Linked DNA regions of Hordeum vulgare: region 2 is linked to region 1. The links are chromatin contacts, called in public Hi-C maps. All regions are on one chromosome and are shown on one strand. Each heading gives the region's core, a stretch centred on a gene start, on an enhancer-like site or on the middle of the called end of the contact. The rest is flanking DNA. Distances are from core to core; before and after follow the strand shown. Region 1 holds the start of LOC123429935 (silicon efflux transporter LSI2-like). Region 2 holds the start of LOC123429951 (ubiquitin-conjugating enzyme E2 5-like).

Region 1 (4,893 bases), core at 904-3,403:
GGTAGCGCTGAAGCCGGTCCCGGTCTCGAGGCCTAACGAGCGGATGCCAGAGCTGCAAGAAGGCAAGGAATTTGAAGAACGAGTCAGATGCACGTCGCTGAAACACACTCTCAATCACCATCTTATTGCGAGTAGTCCAAAGAGTCCACGTCATAGCTGCAAAGACCAGCCAAAACAGTTGGCGTTTACGGCCGACCTGGGTGGCCCGCACCTGCAGAAAATCTGCAAGGTTATAGGCCTCCCACTCCGGCCCCAGAGCCTCGTGTACAAAGCACCACAGTGCCTGTGCCGCAATGCAAGAGAACAGAATATGAGAACCAGTCTCCAGGACGTGGCACATGGGACAAATGCCGTTACCCGGACCATGGTGTTTCAGCACCTCGGTCCCAAAAGGTAAACGGTCTCGGAGAAGCTGCCAAACAAAAATCTTAATCTTCAAGGGCAACGGTGCCTTCCAGAGTGGGGATAACCACGGGAGGACCGGCATCCTACACAACGCCAAGTAGGCCGAACTAACAGAGAATTCTCCCGAGGGAGAAAGACTCCAAGAAACACTACCGCTGAGCGCCAAGACCGGGAGGGGAACCACTGCCAGTAGTAATTCCCAGTCCTGGACCTCAGCTGAACCAAGTGGACGGCGGAAAGAAACATGACATCCGTCCTCCAACGCGAGACAAGGACAACAGAGTCGGAGCAGATAGCAAAAAGCCTTGGAAAACGAAAGCGTAGAGGCTCCCCCTCCAACCAGGATCTAACCAAAACTTGGTCCCAGACCCATTGCCCACCGAGACACGCAGACCCAACCTAATCTCGTGCTTAATGCTCTGGATAGATTTCCAGAACTGCGATCCTTTCGCGAGCGAGCAGGCTAAGAGGGGTCTGCGTCGAAGGTACTTGGCCTCAATCAATTGAAGCCACAAACCCCCATCACCCTGCAGGATCCGCCACACCCAACGGAGCATCAGGGCCACGTACATGCGGCGGGACACAGGTATGCCCAAGCCCCCTCGGTCTTTTGGCACGCAGATGTCGGCCCATTTCACCATGTGATACTTGGGTCTACCATTTCTTGCCTGCCAAAAGAATCTAGTCAGCTCCTTGTCAAAGGCGTTGTGCACACCTTCGGGCAAGAGATATATCCCCATCATATACATGGGGAGGCTCGCAAGGTTAGAGCTTATGAGAATGGATTTGCTACCTTTAGATGTGAACCTGCCGCACCAAGGCTCCGCACGGGACGCTACTCGTCCCACAAGCGGATCAAACCCACTAACCAGAATCCTGGACTCAGCCAGGGGCATTCCCAAATAAGAGATGGGAAAAGCTGTCAGCTTGCAGTTAAGGTTCTCCGCGATCCTGTGCTGCTCAGCCTCAGAATAGCTCAGGACCACCACCTCACTCTTATCAAAGTTAATCTTAAGTCCAGACATTTCCTCGAGGCAGAGCAAAAGGAACTTAAGATTAGCAATGTCCGAGTCCGAGCCTGAGACCATTATCATGGTGTCATCCGCATATTGGAGGTGGGAAACCCCACCACCCGGGATGAGGTGCCCAACCACCCCCTGGATATGCCCGGCTAGCTTTGCCTTATCCAGGATGCCAGCAAGAGCGTCAACAGCGAGATTAAAAAACAGGGGGAAGATAGGATCTCCTTTCTTGACCCCCCTGGAAGCCCGAAAAAAAGGGCCTACTTCACCATTGATATTGATCGCGGTGCTACCGGATCGAACCAGTTGCATGATCCAGAAACACCACCTCTCGTCAAATCCGCGCCGCTGCATTATCAACCTCAAAAAGGACCAATCAAGACGGTCATACGTCTTCTGAAAATCCAGAATTATGATTGTGAAGAATTACAAGGTGATAAAAACTGGCCCTAAGGCTCGTGGCCGAGGCTGACTGAGGCCACCCACCCCATCTCCGTGCGTGTCAATCGAGTGAAAACGTTTTGTATGGCGTTGATCTTTCCTTGTCAAGCAATTAACGATATGTGTTTGTACGTATGCGGTGATGCTAGGGACGCCCAGCGCTGTGTCAAAGGCTCAATCACACGCTGGAAGAGTACAAAAGGAAATCAAGACGAAGCTCCAAATCAAGGAGGCCTTGCGCAGTGCCCGCGTGGCTCTCGGCGGCCTATTTATACGCACCCCCTCCCATCACACATATCACTCTGCAGCTAGCTTGCACGGCAGTGCATGCCCATATTTCTTCTTTTCTAGTACAAGCTACAAGCCATTGATATTTCCCTAGCCGGATCTTTAGGCCGCGCGGCGAGAGGGGAAAATCGGCCGCATGCGTGTGTCGATCGCTCTGGTGTGGCCTCGTAATGTAAGCTCACTCTCTCTCTCTCTCTCTGCTCGTAGCGTAGCATGCATGCAGCTGGGTGGCTTCGTTTAACAAGAGTTGTTGAGTTTAATTTGAAGATAAACGACGATGCATCCATGTACTACTACATAGTACCACACAACCATTATCTTGTATGCCTTGGTACGGAAGGATTTCGCCACGCCATGCATGCCGATGCGGACGGTCCCTCCGTCACATATGCTGATATGCATGCATGTTCCCAGATTTGGTCTTGGTCCCAAGTTTCGACACTCTGTTCAGAGTTCGTACCTGGCACTACTAATAGTACGTCAATGTGTTGTTAACTTTATGAAGTAGTTTAATAAAGTATGCAGATCCAGCTGCATACCAATAAGCTATGAAATTCTTTCTTGTGCGGGATGAAATTCACCGCTTGGCAAATGTGGTCAGCAATACTCCACACGAGACACGACCCACCTCAATTCACCAGAATTCAAGTCATAAATTTCGCATCAATGCTCTTATTTTCTTGAATTTGTCCTGTGTAGGCCTGTAACGACTTCGTCAATATTAGAATGATGTGCCGATTTGAAAAACTTGTGTTATAGACTTAGGATGTGTGTCATATACTCCCTCCGTTCTTAAATATAAGTCTTTTTAGAGGTTTTACTAATGAACTACATACGAATGTATATAGACATATTTTAAAGTATAGATTCACTCATTTTGCTTCGTATGTAGACCGCTAGTGAAATCTCTTAAAAGACTTATATTTAGGAACGGAGCGAGTAGATGAGTATACGTTAGTGATTTTGATTTTCTGTGTTAAAAAAAAAATATACCATCTGCCTGCCCAAGCACGCAGGAAGAAATTACCCACACGGGCCGCAAACTGCACGACTCACTCTCACACCGATGGGGAGCTCACAGTAGCCCGAGGCCAAAACAAAACATGGACGTTGCTCTCCCGGTCACTCTCCGAGGCAACAAGCACCACACACCTCTCCCGTCGCTTCGCACGCTCCGTACGCCCGAGAGCGTCTCCTCTCAGAGGGGTCAGGTCGACTCGCCTCTCCTCTCATCCGTAGCCGTGTCACGTCGCAGCAGTCAAGATCGCGTCTTGATGAACTGCCAGCCAGCCTCTTTTGGAGTTTCCCGGGGGCCCATAAAAACTTTTGTGCACCAAGTCTGGGAAAGTATAGGACAGCCAGTCCCCACGGCCGGCGTATGTGCGAAAAATGGATGTTAGCCCGGCTGTCACCTCCGCCTGGACCTCGAGCGAGTGGCCGTCGTCGCGCCAAGCTTTTCTACGGAGCGCGCGCTTGGGTCTTTTGACCTGTTTTCAAGTGACACCGATGGTATACTCGTCGCGGCCAGTTTATGGGAAACCGACCTATCAGATTGGACTAGAGGGCGACCATGCGAATGTGATGCCCGGCCGGTCCTTGTCGCCGCACGCGACTGAGCTTGATCGATCTCTCTGTTGCTGTGCCACAACGATAGCTTCTGGACGAGCAGATTAACAAGGCCACGTCCCATGCAAAGACCCCTGCGTAGGCGCTTTAATTCATACGAACAGGAAATGGTTTACTGATTGGCCATTTGAACTTTTTGGCCCGTGAGAGAGAAAGACGGTACTCGAATACTGCATTTACTCGCTTCATAAATAGTTCAAATTACACCAAATATATACATGTTGACAAATTATACATGTTGCAATGATAGAGCAAAAGAGGTGGTAGTACAAATTATGTGCCATAATTCTAACCGCACAAACATTTATATCTATGAATATATCCTATCCTTATGTGCATATCCGAAAGACAGATGCGACAATTTTTTATCTTTATGAAGTCACCAAATCCACCTCATAGCCGCACATAGTTCAAAATTTGTTTTGTTTTGATCGTCAATTACACCAATAATATATGATTTATGTGTCATAAATATACCATTTTATTTTGTACTCCCCCGTCACGGTTTAGAATGCACGTTTAAATTTATATGATTTTCACAATAGACAATGTTTATGCATGTGTTAAGGCGCATTGCATTTACTTCTAGCAGCTAATTAGTACTTCATTGTACTACTTCTATATGCATGTCTAGTGTGAATGTTTTTTTTGGTCCATCTCACAATCAATCAATAATCACCTAGGTTTCAGAGAATTTCTAAACACGCCTTTTAAACCATGACGGAGAAAGTATATGAATCCAATGGCATGTTTTTAGGACGTATAATTAATAAAATAGATGACAACAACTGATAATTTATTATTGATGGTTAAAGTTTGTCACAAAATATGTGTGAGCTTGAAGGGAGTATGTCTTCATCGATGCTAATGCTGATTGAGTATGACGTTAAAGTTATTTTAAATGGCTACAATAAATTTTTATTACTAGTTGGTGAAACAAAGGATATCAAAGCAAATTCTTTAAATAAAAGAGATTGTGTAGGCCAAAGGAACCCAAGTGGCAAATCCCTGCCAAGTTCGGTCTAGTCAAACTAAAGCATGTGCGAGATGTGACTAAGACTAATTCATCCACATCCACAGTAAACGTACAGTTAAAGCAATATTAGCTATA
Region 2 (4,893 bases), core at 638-3,137, 900 kb before region 1:
AGAACATCTGTATTGGCAGCCCTAGGATGAAAGAACTAACCAACCCAATTAGATCCTTAACATGTTCACAAAACAGCAAAGAACCAGATCTGACAAGATCCACCTGAGACAAGGAGAAATGCCTCAACATCAACCAGGAAAGGTCTAGAAAACACTAGAATAATAAAAGCTCTAAAGTGGCAAACTGGCGATTCCCTTAATAACAATGTTATAGAACACACAAGTTACGGTGTTACTGTATGGTTGTTGATAAAGCTACAAAATTAGTTTAAGAACTATGCACAAGCACTTTATCCAAAAAATAGAACAGGTAGGATGGAGTGCGCCCAGTTGTATTGATATTTTATAGTAGTTAAACCAAAGGGTTGTTCATATGTTTTTGTTTACACAACATAACAGAACAAGCATACCAAGGAAGACTGTACGATCTATATACTCATAGTTGGCTAGCTTATATTGCATGCCATATCAACAAAGACAACAAAATAACTAAAATGTGTCTCCAATCTTGCAAGGTTGCATGGCATATGAAAGGCATAGATCAGTAGAGAAATGTTGTGAGCAAGGATTAGATAATGAGACTCAAGACTCGATATCAATAACAAATAGTGGACAATGTTGAACCAAATCACCTTTCACTTTTTGTTCATAAGCAGGGCGATCTCGCATCATAAGCGCAGCAGCCTCTCCGTTTAATGGATCAGACGGATTTGGGTACAACAGAAGTTGTGGAAGGAAGACTTCGAACACATTTACTAGATCTACAACAATCCCAAATAAAAATAAGATGAGATACAGAACCTATAATCAGGGAGTGCTCATACAAATAGTAGGCAGCAAGTGCTCACCAAACATTGGGCTCCATGTCTGGTTGATAACATCTAAACATACCGAACCAGACCTACATTTTGCAGGCAAACAAAAAGTAGGTCAGACCAGTGCGAATTTTGTTACTTATGCTAACCAAAAGAATTTGATGGTAAAAACGCTCACATTTCATCCACATTCGGGTGATAAATCTTATTAATGAAACCAATTGACGGAGATTTGTAAGGATATGCATCAGGCAGTTCTACTCTAACCTTCCAGACACCACCTTGATAAATACCTATCAAATTTAGAACACATCCACAATTGATTAGAAATATAGCCGCTCTTTCCATACAATAGAAAAAATATACTGTACTTAAATTCACCAAATTGCGAAGATGCTCCAGGGCAAATGAACAAGCGAGCAATTCATCTGCAAACGAAACCTAAATCTTGAGCTAAACCACTTGTAAATGATAACTTGTCATACGATCAACAGGGGGTTCACAATTTCCGCCAGAGTTGCTTTGCAGTACATCTAGATCAGAAATCGGGAACATAAACGCGGATCATGAACCCAATAAACAGGATTGAAACCGGATTTTGCGCAAGGACCGTACTTTCAGTAGGCCCTCGGAATTCCACGAAGAATTCTTGCATCCCATCGTTCACCATCTCCACCTTATAGTCGCTCATCATCCTGCAAACAACCAAGAACCGCCCCACAAGAAAATCAGATTAAAACCGAGCCTCCAAGGAAGGAATCAATCGCTTGTACCCAACAAGAAAAACAATTTCCAAGATCCTCACAGCTTCATGAGGTCCATCTCGCGGCGCTTGCTTGGGGAGGACATCTTGGGGGCAAAAAAGATGAAATCTTTCCTTTCTCCTCCGGAGACGCGTCTCCTGGGCGTGGGGATAAGGGAGGAGGCAGAGAAAAGAAAAGGAGAAAGAGATTGAGCTGCTTGTGACGGTGCGTGCGTCGTCCTCCTCCCTGTGCCTGCGCGAGATTTATTTTATTTTTATTGCTGCCGCAGAGAGAGAAGGCGGGGAACAGGGAGGCGAGACAAGCACAGCAGAGAGGAAGAAAAGGGACAAAGCTAAATACCTTTTTTACACAATCAATAAACGTCCTCTTTATATTTATTTTTGCGCAAAAGCCCCCAGATATATATTGAAGGACCAAACAGCAGTACAAGCACCCCAAAGAAACCAGAAATTACATCCAGGTCCAAAGAGTAGCAAGCAACCTCATCTACCAACATGAATCAAGGGCGCGCCGCGGCCGCTTCACCCGAAGCCAGCCAGATCTTGAATCTCACGACATCTACGCGAACGGGGAGTATTCGATCTTCAGTCCAAGAGGACCAACACAACAAGAGGAAAGTCACCGCCGATGAGACCCATCACATACCCGAGGAGCACAAAATGTCATCGGCATAGGGAACGACCACCACCACCACCAGAGGAACAACCGAACCTCCAGCCAGTGAAGGAGGAAACCTAACTCGCGAGCTCCTCGATGACGTCTCCTCTGGCCAAACATGACCGAACAAAGAGGGAGATTGAGGAGGAAAACGTTGCACCACACCATCCCCTCCGTTGGACGACGTTGATGATTAGGCTGAAAAACTCCAGCAACGCCGCCCAAAACCGAATGCTTCCAAATGCCACGTCGGGGAGGAGGAAGGATGAAAGATCCATTATTCGAAGCCAATGTCAAAGCCTCCATGACACCGACACCTCTAGGAACTAAAACTACCATATCTACATGCCTGGGCAAGTATCGACATCCCCACCTCCTCCAACTGCTAGATCGGTGACCGGAGGAGGCTAGGATCCATGACCTCGCTAGCGGAAGGTGGCTATTTGTGGCTTCACTCCTTGTTTCATCTCTCTTCTTATCTCGATTACTATTATGATTATTTAATTGTAATCATAGCTACATCATATAGAAAAAGAGAAACAAGTTCACTAGGAGCATCTTCAATCCATTCACCACAAAAGGAGCTTCCATATGACAATCTTAAAATATGAAACAACAGAATCACAAAGTCGTGTGGTAGCAATCCTCAAAAATGGTAGTCGGGTGACCTTTAGCTATCATGGTCTCTACAACTTCATGATATCGGAGTTGACAATTATCTTATTGTGGTCGGCTGAGAAGGATAGAGAGGGCCCAAAAGTGAAGGGCCATTGCTTTGGCTATCAAAGCATCAGAGCCCTACTCGATCCTTTTACACATGTTTTCCTGCCATATAATTACACCAAGGGATCCTTGCAACATATCAGAATCAAAGCGTGTAGCAACTTCAAGCTTAACAAGGTCCCTCGGAGGGGGTGCAGCCTTTGGAATATAAGCGGTCGTAAAGTTTGATGCAAGGGCACAAAGAGACGAAGTTATGATCATGGCATCCTCTGGTGATTCATCATGCACTAGTTTCGTCCTTTGCCACCAAAAATATTGTAACGCCCAACATGTGGTACTAGCCCCAACGAAGAATTTAGAATCCTCGCCAAGGAAGAAGCATATATTGGTTTCCCCAACACATGACTTTATAAATACAAGTAGGGTCATATGTTATTAATAAGGTGGACATCGCAATAAATACAACTACTCATGAATAGAAGAGTTTAATACGAGATACAATAGGGCATACATATGCCAATACATAAATATTTCACCAATTAGAGGTCAACACGACCAACATTACATCAATCTATGAAATGGAAGAAGGAACGGAATTGAGTACGGACAAGAACCAAATATGCCTAAGAGGCAAGATAAATAAATAGCGTCCACTCTTCTAATCCTAGGTCGCCAACATGGATTTCATACTAATGATCATCGTCAAAGAAGAACAAAAATTAACTCCACGTATAATGTTCCTGCTCTCCTTGTAGAGCAACTTATCTATACCTGCACTCGGGGTTGTTGTGGTATTGTGAGTCATTAAGACTCAGCAATAACATTACCAAGGGTACTAAGACTAGCATCATTTTTTAGGTATGATATGGTTTAAGTGGTGAGGTTCACTACAAAAAAAAATCCATGATAATACACACTTGTCACAGCAGGTCACCTTTTGTGTCGCGTATCAACATCGACGATGATTTTATGATGGAATCAAGATAGTCATACATGTGTTGTCGCAAAAGTCTTTCATGACAATAATCCATTTATCATCACGAAAGATTTCACTTCCATGATGATAAATGGAATGTCATGGAAGTGTTTTCGTCAATGGTAACCGACATGTGGCAGCCACCGTAGTGGGTCATTGAAAGGACGCAGATGTCGCCTAAATGGGGGTGAATAGGCGCTTTAAAATAATTACGTTTTAGGCTTGAACAAATGTGGAATAAAACTAACGGTTAATTTGTCAAGCACAAAACCTAAAACAACTAGGCTCACCTATGTGCACCAACAACTTATGCTAAGCAAGATTAAACAACTAAGTGATAGCAAGATATATGACAAGAAACAATATGGCTATCACAAAGTAAAGTGCATAAGTAAAGGGTTCGGGTAAGAGATAACCGAGGCACGCGGAGACGACGATGTATCCCAAAGTTCACACCCTTGTGGATGCTTATATCCGTTTGGAGCGGTGTGGAGGCACAATGCTCCCAAGATGCCACTAAGGCCACCGTAATCTCCTCACGCCCTCACACAATGCAAGATGCCATGATTCAACTAAGGGACCCTTGAGGGCGGTCACCGAACCCGTAGAACAAAAGGTTGGGGCAATCTCCACAACTTAATTGGAGGCTCCCAACAACACCACGAAGCTTCACCACAATGGCATATGGCTTCGAGGTGACCACAAATGCTCGGGGCAATCTCCACAACTTAATTGGAGACCCCAACGCTTGCCCGGAGCTTTACACCACAATGATTGAGCTCCAAAGCACCACCAAGCTTCTAGGGGTACCAAGTACCCAAGGGTAATAAGCTTCTCAACTTCTCACTTTCACGTATCACCGTGGAGAACTCAAACCGATGCACCAAATGCAATGGCAAGGGCACACGGAGTGCCCAAGACCTTCTCTCCCAAATCACACCAAAGCAACTAATGTCAG

Evidence for each region. Hi-C and Micro-C count contacts between places; a contact is called where the count stands out from the background.
Region 2: a Hi-C map of leaf shows a contact between it and region 1, with 3 times the contacts expected there. The contact joins the promoter of LOC123429951 here to the promoter of LOC123429935 in region 1. A contact is called at or near these places in 2 of 6 Hi-C or Micro-C datasets (leaf and seedling).

Annotation. Positions count from the first base shown.
Region 1 is chr1H:247,968,156-247,973,048 of MorexV3_pseudomolecules_assembly, reverse strand. It overlaps LOC123429935 (silicon efflux transporter LSI2-like), which reads left to right and starts at 2,153. Exons shown (of 4, transcript XM_045113902.1): 1 at 2,153-2,328.
Region 2 is chr1H:248,864,307-248,869,199 of MorexV3_pseudomolecules_assembly, reverse strand. LOC123429951 (ubiquitin-conjugating enzyme E2 5-like) reads right to left here and starts at 1,887. Exons shown (of 6, transcript XM_045113919.1): 1 at 1,621-1,887; 2 at 1,431-1,510; 3 at 994-1,243; 4 at 849-901; 5 at 633-761. The coding sequence starts at 1,664.